4 separate regions of the Mus musculus genome follow, and regions 1, 3 and 4 are each linked to region 2. A link is a contact called in public promoter capture Hi-C data. All regions are on one chromosome and are shown on one strand. The core of a region is the stretch at or near the end of the contact, and the rest is flanking DNA. Distances in the headings are between cores, read along the strand shown. Region 1 overlaps Pik3c2a (phosphatidylinositol-4-phosphate 3-kinase catalytic subunit type 2 alpha). Region 2 holds the start of Smg1 (SMG1 homolog, phosphatidylinositol 3-kinase-related kinase (C. elegans)). Region 3 holds the start of Rps13 (ribosomal protein S13). Region 4 holds the start of Pik3c2a (phosphatidylinositol-4-phosphate 3-kinase catalytic subunit type 2 alpha).

Region 1 (3,094 bases), core at 404-2,903, 1.8 Mb before region 2:
AAGTTCCTGGCCAGTCAGGATTACATAGAGAAACCCTGACTCAAAACAACAAAAGAATATTAAAAGGGAAGCCATACCTAGTGGCCCACACCTATAATCTTAGCATTGGATATAAGACTACTGAGACTACAGCAGGAGGATTCTACAAGTCAGCCCAGGGTATATAATTAGGAAACCACCCAGCATTGGCTACAGAGTGAAACCTTGTCTTGGAAAAAAATATATTTATATACTGTATGGGAAAACTACATGCCAATACAAGTTTTAAAGTTCCTCATACATTACTCAGAAATTAAATGGGATAAAAGCAATTCTGAAAAAAAAAACCTATAGCAAATGCATTCTAAATATATTACTTTTCAGAACTAAATGCATTGCTTCCTATACAATAAGAATATTTTGAATCTTTCTTCTTTAAAATTAATGAGGGAAAAGGAGGGGTAAGGTAAGAAATGGCTGAAAATAGCATGCTTATAATCCCGGCATTTGGGAGGTAGAGGGAGGAAGTCAGGAGTTAAGGTCTAGCAGCTGTACGATGAGTTCAAGGGTACATGAGACCTTGCCTCAAAGAAATAAAATGAAATTGATGTTGGACATTCTGCCAATAATATATAAAGTTAGGCTGCTAATAAACTTTTAGAAACATCAAGTGACACACTTATAAAACCACATTGTTGTTTCTAAAATAGAATGTTGCTATACTACAGTACAGGCTAACCCCAAATTCACTATATAATCTAGGCTGGCCTCAGACACTGCCTTGATCTTCTTAGTGTTCCAAGTACTGGGATTTGTATTTATTTTAACTATTATCATTTTTATTTTAAGTACATGTATTTTCTACCTGCATACTTATTAATGCCTGGTGCCTGAGGAGGCCAGAAGAGGGAATCAAATGCCCTGGAACTGGAATGTCTTAGTTAAAAGTTTTATTGCTGTGAAGAGACACCATGACCACAGCAACTCTTATAAAGGAAAACATTTAACTGAGGCTAGCTTACAGTTTCAGAGGTTTAGTCTATTATAATCATGATGGGAAACACGGTGGTGAACAGGCAAACAAAGGTGCTAGAGAAGGAGCTGAGAGTTTATATCTTGATCTACAGGTAGCAGGAGACTGTGCCACACTGGGCATAGGTTGAGCATATGGAGACCTCAAAGCCCACCTCTATAGTGACACACTTCCTCCAACAAGACCACAATTCCTAACAGTGCCACTGCCTATGACCAAGTATTCAAAACATTTCTGTTACAGATAGCTGTCAGTTACCACATGGATGCTGGGAACCAAACCAGGTCCTCTGAAGGACAATAAATGCTCTTAACCATGGAGCCATCTCTCTAGCCTCAAATATTTTAATTATGTGCTATCATATCCAACTTTCAAAACCACTTTTATGAATGCCATCTAATCTCTCCTCTAAAATATCTGAAATCTGTTCAAATTAACTAAAACAGTTATTGACCACCACATCTGATTTAAGCTTAAAGTACCAAAACAGCTTTTTAAAGCTGTTCCTTTCCTGGTTTTGATCTCACACAAAAACTGCACTTAAGTATTTAGATTATTATTAACCAAACAAAAGACACTAAGAGGAAGCAGGAAGTAGGCCTGCTGAGTAAGGAGAAAAATATCCGTTAGAGTGGGGTTTTTAACACACAGAATTTCTAACAGGAAATGAACACATAAGTACATGCAGTAATTATAGAGAATAGGTATTTGCAATGCTGTTTCCCAACAGAAAGCATAAGCTTCAGGGAAATACTTGTGAGTAGGCTGAGACTGAGCAGTATGTGAGCACATGAAAGACCCACTCCAATGTTTTCCAAAACCTGCCCATAATTGGTGCTCTCTTTACCTTTTTTTTTTTTTTAACCTTTTGGGTTACATAACCAAACTTTCTTATTATAATACATATGTATGATGTCAGTATGTGTGTGTGTGTGTGTGTGTGTGCGTGCGCGTGCACACGTGTGCACATGAATGTCACTGTGCATGTGTGGAGGTCAGAGGACAACACTGTGGGGTCAGTTCTCTCTTTCCATCTCTACACAGGTTCTGGGGATTGAATTCACAGTGTACAAGTAAAATCAGCATAAGATTTCACAAACTTTATGAGATCTTGGTATCTAGAAAAGATTGGGGGCTGGAGAGATGGCTCAGCAGTTAAGAGCACTGACTGTTCTTCCAGAGGTCCTGGAGTTCAATTCCTAGCAACCACAACCACATGGTGACTCAAAACCATTTGTAATGGAATCCAATACCCTCTTCTGGTGTGTCTGAAGACACTGAATATGTACTCACATTTCTAAAATATATAAATCTTAAAAGAAAAAAAAAAGAGTGAGGCTAGCCTGAACTACATATCAAGTCCCTATCTCAAAAACATTAGTAAGGGATAGGTAAGATAACTTAGAAGGTAACGGTGCTTACTGCCAAGTCTAACCACCTGAGTTAGATACATGGGATTCATATAGAAGGAGAATGGACTCCTGCAGAAACTCATGCACATTTACATATACACAAATAGTAAATTAAAATTTAAAACTTTTTAGGAACTAGGCTTGAAACTTTGATATGAAAATCTTTTTTGTACATCAAACTTAGATTGAATGCTTCTAATAATTATGTTTGCAACCTGTATCACTATTATGAAATAGCTATAGATTCCTTGTAGATAATTAGATTATTAAACTTTCCTATTTGAATTTTCTTCCCCATCTGAACTTGTTATACTTTTATGGATACTGAGATGTAAAACTAAGTTACTATACTAGTCTCTTAATTTACATGGAAAAAAGGTAGAATCTGCTTGATTTGGGCATTTTCTATAAAATATAACTTTCAGCAGCAAACACTTGTCTTAACACAAATCTCGCACTGTTTTATTACCCTAACATACACAAAGGAAAACTTAAAATATTTAATAGGATTGAAAATTTGTTATACTACTATTTCATTGCTTTACAAGAACACCATACCTTTCCAGAGATCCTATTCTATGCATTAGTTTGAAAATACACATTCAAAATACAAAACCTCCTAAGGAATGCAGCTCAGTAGCATGCACAATGCACTGTCTTCAATCCCTAG
Region 2 (3,118 bases), core at 282-2,781:
CTTAGGCATTCGTTTTTACAATCATTTAGTCACAAACATCAGTTCTCAAGAGACACAATGTTTAGGAATGCACGTTAAACAAAATAAGTGTACCCCTATTAGCCAAAGAGCATTTTAATTTCTCTACCAACTCTTAAAATGTAACACACTAACTTCTAAAATACTCCACTTCCAAGCTGTTCTGAAATTAGGAGGATCTACTAGAAAGCAAGACCAACACCAAAAAGTGTACGCTTTCCATTCACGTGGCCATTCTGAACAACGGAGTGTACTTCAAAGAATACATCAACTTCTACTGAAAGACAGGTTTTATACATTTAGGAAGTCCTAGGCACTGTTAAAGCTCAAGTAGTCTCTGAATACTTGAAGCCTTTACTCAGCAAAGAATGGGAACCTACATTAAGTATAACCAGTCCATAATCAGAAAGAACTGACTAGAAATAGTTTTTCTTTCGTATTTTTCTCTTAATATTTTAAATCCAACCAGACTCCAATTCCTTCATGCAAAACGAAATTTCTCTACTCCTGAGAATACAAATTCACTCCAAAGCGCCCTGGGAAATTACTGTTTCCAGAAAAACTATTTCTGCAGTTGGGGAAAACTTAAAATGCCCCAGTGCCTGATTGTGTCGATTTCATTCACAGTCCCATAATCTCATCTTTTGGTCGACTAACATCCTGTCTAAAGTCAGAGGAAGACCTCGGTAGAGTTCTCAGCTTTTAAAATACATTAATTAACACGTGGGAGTCCAGAAGGACGCAGAGTTAAGGTGGTCTTTGGCATGAGGACTGGACGCGGAGCCGAGGAAGTTAATAGGTAACAGGGAGGGTTCCTGGACCTCAAATCTCAACTTGGAGTTAGACGGCAGTGGAACGTCCTCCTCCACCCAAGCTCAGAGCCACTGCTCCAGCCATCCGGCTGAGGCGGCCAGCCGGGCACAGAGGCCTCCGCTGCCCGCAGCTTTCCTGCCGGACCAGGCCCGGAGGACACCCAGGAAGCCGCGCCCGGCTCCAGGGACCGCGGGCCTAGGCCGCGCCTCCCAGTCCCGCGGGCCTAGGCCTCGGCCAGCTCCAGGCGAGGCTCGACGCGGTCACCCACCTGGGTTGCCAGTCATTCCAGCTCCGCGGGTACTTGGTGCCGCCGCCGCCGCTGCTCAGCCGAGACCCCGGGGCTCTGCGGCTCATTACCTTCCCCGACACGACATGGCCAAGCGCCGCCGCCCGAAGAAGCGCGAGTCGCCGCCTGAACCGGCCGCCGCCGACACTGCGATCTGGCCCGGGGCTGAGGAGGAAGCCGCGGAGGGGGCGGCGGAGGGCGGGGGAGGCGGACGGCCGTTCCGGGTTCCGCTGGAGCCCGCAACGCAGGAGCAGGAGGCGGGAGCGGCGCGGCGAGGGGGAGGCGGAGGCAGGCGAGGCGACGTCTCTTCCAGGGCAGCGCGCGGCCCGCGACGCTGGGGCCCAGGAGGACGAGGACAGCGAGGAGGCGGTGGCGGCGGCTCCTCACGCTCACACGGCCACGGCTTCCCCGCCTCCCGGCTCCGCCCGCCGCGCCGCCGCTGCCGCACGGCATGCTGGGAGCGAGGGGCGGTGCCGGCGCCCTAGGAGCCTGGAGAGGGGCGGGGCTCGGGGTGAAAGGCGGGGCTATTGGTCACAGAATATGGACTAGAGGCGGGGCTTATGACAGGGGTAGGGTCACCTAGGAGGGGCGGTGCCGGCGCGCCCCAAGCCTGGAGAAGAAGGGCGGGACTAGTTGGGGCGTGGTCTGTGGCTGCTGAACCTGGAGAGGGGAGGGGCGAAAGTCAAAAGGCGGGACCTGCTCGAGAGGCACTGGAGTTCTGAGAGCCTAGACTTCAAGGCGAGGTCCGCGTTCGCGTAGCTAAAAGGGGTGGGGCTTTGAGGAGAAGGCGAGAACTACTGGAGAGCAGGGACCCGAGCGGACCTCCCTGGGCCTCCTGAGCAGCAGCTCTGTCTGCGGGTGGTAGAGAGCAATGTGGACTCGTCGCGGGGCATCATGGGAGAGGGGATCTCCACCCCGGGTCCACACACGCCCTCCCATACACTCGGAGGACCGGCAGTCAGGTGTGAACAGGCGTCCAATGGAGGACAGGAGGGGGAGCGTGCCCTTGAGCGCTAATGCGCGCACACAGATGTGCCCTTGGCGCTCACGTGCGTCCACCTGCCTGCCACCGTCTTAAGGGAAAAAGTCAGAATAGTAAAATCGAGGAAGGGGAAGTGAAAGCGACACCTTTTCAACCCCTACCTGAAATGTCATGCAGTCCTGGTACATATTTTCCAAAAGTGAAAAACAACGCCTGCTTCCTGCCCCATGAACTGTGCTCTGTAATCTGGTTCCTTCTAGTAGTAAGAGGCCTGTTACCCACACTCTCCTGAAAGAATTCGATAAAGCACTGGGCACATTATGTGAACGCAATATACTCCTTTGTGTGCGTGTTTACATGTGAAGTACAGAGAACAACCTCAAGTGTTGCTCATAAGCCTCCAGCTACCATGTATTTTGAGGCAAGGTCTCTCTCTCACTAGCTGGCCAGAGAGCCCCACGAATCTTCTGTTTCCTCAACGCTGGCTTTACAAACGGTGACACCATTTCTGGCTTTTTTTCAGGTGGTTTCTCGTGTGTGCGGGGCAAGCACTTTAATGACTGAGCTATCTCCCTAGCTGCAGGCTCAACTTTAAAAATAGCCGAGATACACATCAAGCAAGTATTTAAACCTTTTCCACATAAAGTTTTTAGGCCATCCATCGTTTTGCCTCACAAGAGAAGTATGTATACATCACTTAAGTAATTCAAAATTGTTACCAAGGACATGGCTCAGAAAGTAGAATGCTCAAAGCAGGAGCAAGCACGAATCACTGGGTTCCATCCCCAGCACCCCATAAATGCAGCATGACGATGTGTCTGTAACCCTAGCATTCAAGAAATGGAAACCGGAAGTTGTTCAGGCTCACCTTCCGCAAACCTGGCCTACATGGGACACTGCCTACCCAACCCCCAAGAAATAAAACTATCACTAAAGTACTTAATTATCAGGCGATATCTCCCTATGAGTATATCCCTTACATTTTTCCACCATCTGATCCTGAGTATGCCCACAAATCC
Region 3 (3,033 bases), core at 318-2,817, 1.9 Mb before region 2:
GTGTTAGACCAGGCTGGTCTCAAACTCCAACAATTAAGGGCATGCATCACCAAATCCACAGAGGCAATTTAAACTCCTAGAATAAGGCCCATAGCCACAAACCTACACAAAAGCCCCAGCACCTGGGACCAACTGGATGTAATAGTTTAGGGGAGCTAAAAATCAAACCACCTATTTCTAGGAAACTATCATGTTGACTATTAGCCAGCACCCAGAACCACCTGAGAGGACTCAAGTGCGTTCTCCCCTCTGAAGATCCGCAGCGCAAGTGTCTCGACACAACACCTGGTTTGTTGTCCGCCTTACCTTTCTGTTCCTCTCAAGGTGCTTTCGGACAGCAACAGCTTTCTTAATCAAATGGTAGAGATCCTCGGGGAGGTCAGGGGCAAGGCCTTTGGACTTGAGGATTCTCAAGATTTTATTTCCAGTCACAAAACGGACCTGGGCCACCCCGTGTGAGTCCCTCAGGATTACACCTGAAAAGAGAAACACACTCAAGCACACACACATGCGATAAAACCCTAACAGCCAAACTCCAAATTTCCAGCTCACTCAGACATCCAAGGAAGGTCAACCCAACATGGAAAGTCCTTCTGGTGGAAACTGCGAATGTTGGAACACCATCATCACTGTGAGCTTGCCAGAATACATCTGACCAGAGGAAACAATGTGACTTCTACCTTTATATTTAGTATTAACTTAAAAGCAGCCCAACATTTATTTGTACCTATCTTTAAAACTGCATGTTATTGCTTTTAAACCTCAAATTACTTCAGATCAGCTGAGCCCATTTCACATGATTTTTTCTGCATATTTCTAGCGAACTTTTTATATCCTAAAGAGGATATTTTCCTCCGATGAGCAGTTATTCCCAGACTCAGAAGCCAAGCTACCAGAAACGAGTTATTTCCCATTTGTACAAAGTCAGAGCAGCTTAGAATCAATTCAGTTAGATGTGACTCAATCCCAGACAGCCCTTGCTCCGCTGTGGAAGCAGGAGGAACCTTTTTAACATACGGACTAGACACATTTGTTTCTCGAGAGCAGAAGGAAGAGATTACATCAACACTCACCTATCTGGGAGGGAGTCAGGCCTTTCTTGGCCAATTTGTAAATCTGTTCCTTCACGTCGTCAGACGTCAACTTCAGCCACTACAGATGGAAGAGAAATCGGCCTTAGGATGAGAGAGCACGGCGGCAACCTTCCACTTCGGGTCCCATCCTCCCGCGCACCGATCGCTTCCCACGCCGCCCTCCAACCCTCAGCCTCTACTCACCGTGGGGACGCTACGGCGGTAGGGCAGCGCCGACTGGGACAGGCCCTTCCTGAAAACAGAAGATAGGAAGTAAAGCGGCGGCCCGCGCCCCAAGCAGCCCCACTGTCCCTTCACCCGCAGCCCGCATCCTCCTCTCTCAGCCCCGCGCCCCAGCCCCGCAACCAAGGTCGGCGCCGCGGGCTCACCCGGGAGCGTGCATGCGACCCATGATGGCGGAGGTCTGGCAGCAAAGAGAGAACGAGGTAGGAAACGGCACAGGAAATCAAGCCGCACAGGAAGTGACGCCACTCACCGACGTTTGCTCTCGCGCGGGGGCGGGGCTACATAGTGTGGCCACCGGAGCCCGGGAGACTACGCGTCCCAGAAGGCATGGCGGCGAGGCGGTAAGTGTATGGCTGGGTTGCTACGCCTTGAACTCTTGTCTCTAGTCTTGCTCTTAGCCAGAGCAGCAAGTCTGTCTCTAACATCTCTTCGGAAGTCGCATCTGAGGGGACCTAGGGCGTGCTCGAGTCCTGGGCTGAAGGATTTGGATAAGCTGCGGGTTTCTCAGGGCTCCCTCTGCAGCCCCGAACTCGTGCGGTGTGGGATGATCGCAAAGCCTAGGTGCAGCCGGCGCTTCTCTCTAGATCGTTAATTCTAGGCTTCCGAGCCCCGCCCGGGTCTGTCCTCCTGTCTGCGCGCCTTTTCTACACAGGTCGGAGCGCAGAACCGCTCACCCCCGTCGGAGAAGAGTTGGGAACGAGGAAAGAAGCTTCGAGAAGATGAGGGGGAAAGGGACTACCCCGGGAGTTGGTCTTTTAAGGATGTCCTAGTCCGGTTCACCACAGAGCGTTCGAAGAATGGGTGAATATAACAATTTATTGTAAATGCAACAAAAAACAACAAAGACATGGACCCAAGAAACTCAGATCTACAAGACCCTGTTGACAAGTGAAGCGTGAGAGGTTTGAAACAGTACTGAAATACTGATCCAGTTTTCTTTTTTGTTGTGTTTGAGACCGGGTCCCTCAATGTAGTTTTGGTTGTTCAGGAACTCGCCTTGTAGACCAGGCTTGCTTCAAACACACGTTAAGTCTTTCTGCCTCTGTCTCTTAAAAAAATGCTGAAATGATGATGAAAGGTTTGAGCCATCATGCCCAGCTGCGTTCTTTTAACCCATTACTAGTTGAATTACGTTTTCCAAAACATTGGGAACTTGAACCAAATTTGTATTTATTTCCTGGCAAAGTTGTATTTGATTAATTAACCAGATTCACACTTTTAGCCCAGATATGTGATCCGAACATCAAGCTTGGCTTCAATTCGCAATCCCTAAGCAAGAATACTTCATTTCACTCTAACACATTTGTCCGAATACAAATTTAGGGTTCAATAGTCTTTCTCATTTCCACGAGTCACTCCAACACATCTCACCACAGAAACGTATCAAATACTTCATTGTTTCCACGGGTACCCCAATCCTATCCATCATCTCTCAGGCAGCTTAAGTGGTGTCCCATTATGTATACAATCCATTGTCTGCCTAGTGGTTAGTGGTCTCTTTGTAAATCCCTCTAAATTGTGTGTGTTAAAGATTGATTTATTGATTTATTTATTTAATATAAGTACACTGTAGCTGTCTTCAGACACTCCAGAAGAGGGCATCAGAACCCATTATAGATGGTTGTGAGCCACCATGTGGTTGCTGGGAATTGAACTCAGGACCTCTGGAAGATCTAAATTGTTTTTAAAGACTTTTACTGTGTGAATATGGGGT
Region 4 (2,731 bases), core at 203-2,702, 1.8 Mb before region 2:
TTAAATGTGACTCTCCTACCAGAGCTCTGCAGTGCAGACAAGCATTGCAATTATAGGGTGCACCACCATGCCCAAGACAACGGAGGTTTTTACAAGACAAACTGCTTTCAATATGAATTCCGCCAGCACCCATGGGAATCTGTGGAGGTGCTGTATTTATTATGTATCTATGTTAAAAATCACTTTGAAACTAAGTTTGAGTTAACAAATATCTCTCTCTCAGTTACAATGCTTTTCAGTATTCAAAACACTGAATGCCAAACTTGCAGGCAGTTTCAAAAACTTGAAAATTTCAACCAAGGCACTTCAGCGTGGTCTGTAACCTTGAATAACCAACTCCAATTACAGCAGAGCTACTTAACAGTTTCTCGTGGAGAAAGAACCATCAGGGAGGCAAGAGTACAAAGTCTTCCCTGGAACCAGTGTTCCAGGACCTCTGCGCAGCCTCTCTTCCCGAACACTACTTCACCAACCCCCTAAGAATAGCCTTTTATTTTCTGTCCTTGGCTTGAGATGTACCACATTCAGTGATCTCCCCCCCCCCCCGCCCCCCGCCCCGAAGGCAGTATTCTTCCTGACACCTACCTGGAAAGATTTAGGGATACTTTTTAAGAAGTAATCTTGTTCAAACAGGGATGCTTCCTTCGTGTCACTGAATTCAAACACCCACTGGCTAAAATAAAAATATACTAATTAGGACTTCACCTTCTATCAGGACAACACGGTGAAAGAACTACCGTATACACTCCCCTCCTCTTCAATTATTCCTTGTTCCTCAGTCACGCAGGAAGAGTTAAATATTCTTACTTTAATGCCCTAGCAGAAAGATGATGCACTAAATATACACAAATATCATTGCGTTCCCAAAGCAAGCAGTTTCTGGATTTTTGTTTTAAGGTAACGAGGTGAAGGGTCTCAGAAGAAAAAGAACCACCCGAGGCTCTAAAAACCGAGCTGGGAGAGGAGAAGGAAGAGGCCATAGCAGAAGTTCAACAGCCACTCTCCAGAACAGTCGGGACAGGAGCCTGGGACCGCCACCGCGGCTCCCTCGCTGTCCCGGGGGACCGTGGGGTGGCTTCCCCTCCCCCGCCCCCCGAGGGACAGCAGCGTCCGGCGGCCCGCGACAAAGGGGCCTGGCGCGGGGCGCTGGCGACCGTCGGGTGGGGGACGGGGCCCCGAGGAAGGAGTCAGAGAGGATGGAGTGACCAAGGGGCACGGCGGCCGGGTCCCTCCCCTCTGAGTCCCTCGGCGGCTGCGCAGAGCCAGGTCCCGCTCCGCACGCACCGGCAGCCCCTCACCTCACGCTGCGGGAGTCTTGGTCTTCACCGCAACCCGAGCCTTCGCGCCCTCCAAGGTCCGAGCCATGTTTTTCTCCCGCCTCAGCTGGCTCAGCCGGCCGCTGAGGAGAGCTTCGACTGACTCCGCGGCCAGCCGAGCTCTGCACGTCACTTCCGATGGTGCAAGCACCGCCCCCGTACTTGAGCGCCTTGCGATTGGCCGACGCGGATGGCCTACCTGAGATGGCGGGCGGGGCGCAGGCGGAGCCTGAAAGGCAGCAGCGGGGAGGTTGCGGGATGGAGTGTGGTTGCCCCGGGGAATGGGTGTCTTAGGCGCGGCCGGCCGGGGGCCTCTCGGGGAGGCTACCCCGGGACTCCTCCTGGCCGGCCTCGAGCTCCGAAGCGCCCTTTGTTCCCGGGCCCTGTCCCAGCACCGCGCGCCTCTGATCTCTGGCTTGCGGTTGCCTGGTTTGAGGTTTTGGCCCCAGGCCGCCCAGAGATTAGCTTGGTTTGGAAGACAGAAAAGAACAGTCAAGACGAAATCTTTCATTCCCTCCAGCGGTCGGCGAGCTCTCGCGGACGTTCAGGTGCTTCGAAGTTTGCATTAGCTCGTCGTGTGGGCCCTGGAAAGGGCTGGATGCGTGCGTGCGGCGTTCTCGCCTTGGTGTTTGCTGACAGCCCCGCCGCGGCCAGGTGGGCAAGGTTAGCCCGGTAATAACAGCGCTCGGCCAGACATCACACCCAGGCCCCATAGTAATCATACCTTTCTCGTGAGCGCGGACTGCAATTGGGCTTGTAAAGAGTTTAGCGCTCTGTTGTCTGATTCAAAACTGTGAAGCAGATGGGAGAATTATTCCCGTTTTACAGATTGCAAAAGACGACTGTCGGTAACTGTCGGAGGAGAGGAATGGCAACGTAAACTGGCAGAGTCTGCTTGGGTTTTGGGATTTCGAAGTGTATTCCCAGCATTTCCCCCTTTCCTTTAGTAAGGGAGGAGAGACCTCTGATCCTTTTGGTTTAAATAAACACGCTTGCACTTCTAGAGGCTGGATGAAGTTCTGCTTTAAGGGGAAGCGGGAGAAGGGGGCAGGGAAGGAGGGCAGGGAAGGGAATATGAGAATGTGGCATCTTCCTGTAGTCCAAGCTGAAGCTAAGACAGGAGATTACTCTAAAGCTCAGCAGTTCAGGACCTGTCTCCAAAAACAAACAAACAAACCTAGCTCAGTGGTAGTGCACCTAAGTAGGTTTAGTCTCCAGCACTAGCTGAAAGCAAAAGGAAAGGCTATTCTAGGGAGAAGTCTAGGAGCAACTTCTGGCTGTACCACCCTCCCTCCCAGCCCCTAGCTGTCTACTAGCCCCACCTCCACGCAAGCTTACACACCCCAGAAGAATGTCCCTTAGGAATCTGCTCAGCTCTACAGCATTGTTCTGCTTTATCTTCTCATCAAAGGAGG

Evidence for each region. Promoter capture Hi-C pulls out the DNA fragments that hold promoters and counts their contacts.
Region 1: a promoter capture Hi-C map of neutrophils shows a contact between it and region 2, with 8 times the contacts expected there. The contact joins the enhancer-like site here to the promoter of Smg1 in region 2. A contact is called at or near these places in 10 of 39 promoter capture datasets (the 3T3-L1 cell line, the C10 cell line, cranial neural crest and 5 more) and 3 of 115 datasets of contacts at active chromatin or transcription factors (astrocytes, embryonic limb bud and large pre-B cells).
Region 3: a contact with region 2 is called in a promoter capture Hi-C map of pre-B cells. The contact joins the promoter of Rps13 here to the promoter of Smg1 in region 2. A contact is called at or near these places in 11 of 39 promoter capture datasets (the 3T3-L1 cell line, 3T3-L1-derived adipocytes, the C10 cell line and 7 more), 4 of 115 datasets of contacts at active chromatin or transcription factors (astrocytes, embryonic stem cells and forebrain) and 2 of 9 other capture datasets (adipose tissue and liver).
Region 4: a contact with region 2 is called in a promoter capture Hi-C map of pre-B cells. The contact joins the promoter of Pik3c2a here to the promoter of Smg1 in region 2. A contact is called at or near these places in 12 of 39 promoter capture datasets (the 3T3-L1 cell line, 3T3-L1-derived adipocytes, the C10 cell line and 7 more), 3 of 115 datasets of contacts at active chromatin or transcription factors (astrocytes, extraembryonic endoderm stem cells and pancreatic cancer cells) and 2 of 9 other capture datasets (adipose tissue and liver).

Annotation. Positions count from the first base shown.
Region 1 is chr7:116,407,973-116,411,066 of GRCm38.p6, forward strand. The region is part of intron 2 of Pik3c2a (phosphatidylinositol-4-phosphate 3-kinase catalytic subunit type 2 alpha); the gene reads right to left. Among named protein-coding and RNA genes, the nearest start is that of Gm40453, 25 kb to the right of the region's middle. Within about 2 kb of position 1,654, at least 71 of the 459 cell types and tissues checked have an H3K27ac peak or open chromatin away from gene starts, as enhancers often do. A contact at or near this core is called in liver and neutrophils, where this site is marked.
Region 2 is chr7:118,242,106-118,245,223 of GRCm38.p6, forward strand. It overlaps Smg1 (SMG1 homolog, phosphatidylinositol 3-kinase-related kinase (C. elegans)), which reads right to left and starts at 1,532. Exons shown (of 63, transcript NM_001031814.1): 1 at 1,100-1,532. The coding sequence starts at 1,185. 4930583K01Rik (RIKEN cDNA 4930583K01 gene) reads left to right here and starts at 1,802. Exons shown (of 2, transcript NR_027879.1): 1 at 1,802-1,860; 2 at 2,623-3,118.
Region 3 is chr7:116,332,623-116,335,655 of GRCm38.p6, forward strand. It overlaps Rps13 (ribosomal protein S13), which reads right to left and starts at 1,568. Exons shown (of 6, transcript NM_026533.3): 1 at 1,463-1,568; 2 at 1,278-1,326; 3 at 1,074-1,152; 4 at 307-476. The coding sequence starts at 1,485. It overlaps Snord14a (small nucleolar RNA, C/D box 14A), which reads right to left and starts at 635; the gene lies at 549-635. It overlaps Gm10589 (a long non-coding RNA gene), which reads left to right and starts at 1,547. Exons shown (of 2, transcript XR_869889.2): 1 at 1,547-1,660.
Region 4 is chr7:116,442,006-116,444,736 of GRCm38.p6, forward strand. It overlaps Pik3c2a (phosphatidylinositol-4-phosphate 3-kinase catalytic subunit type 2 alpha), which reads right to left and starts at 1,453. Exons shown (of 33, transcript NM_011083.2): 1 at 1,299-1,453.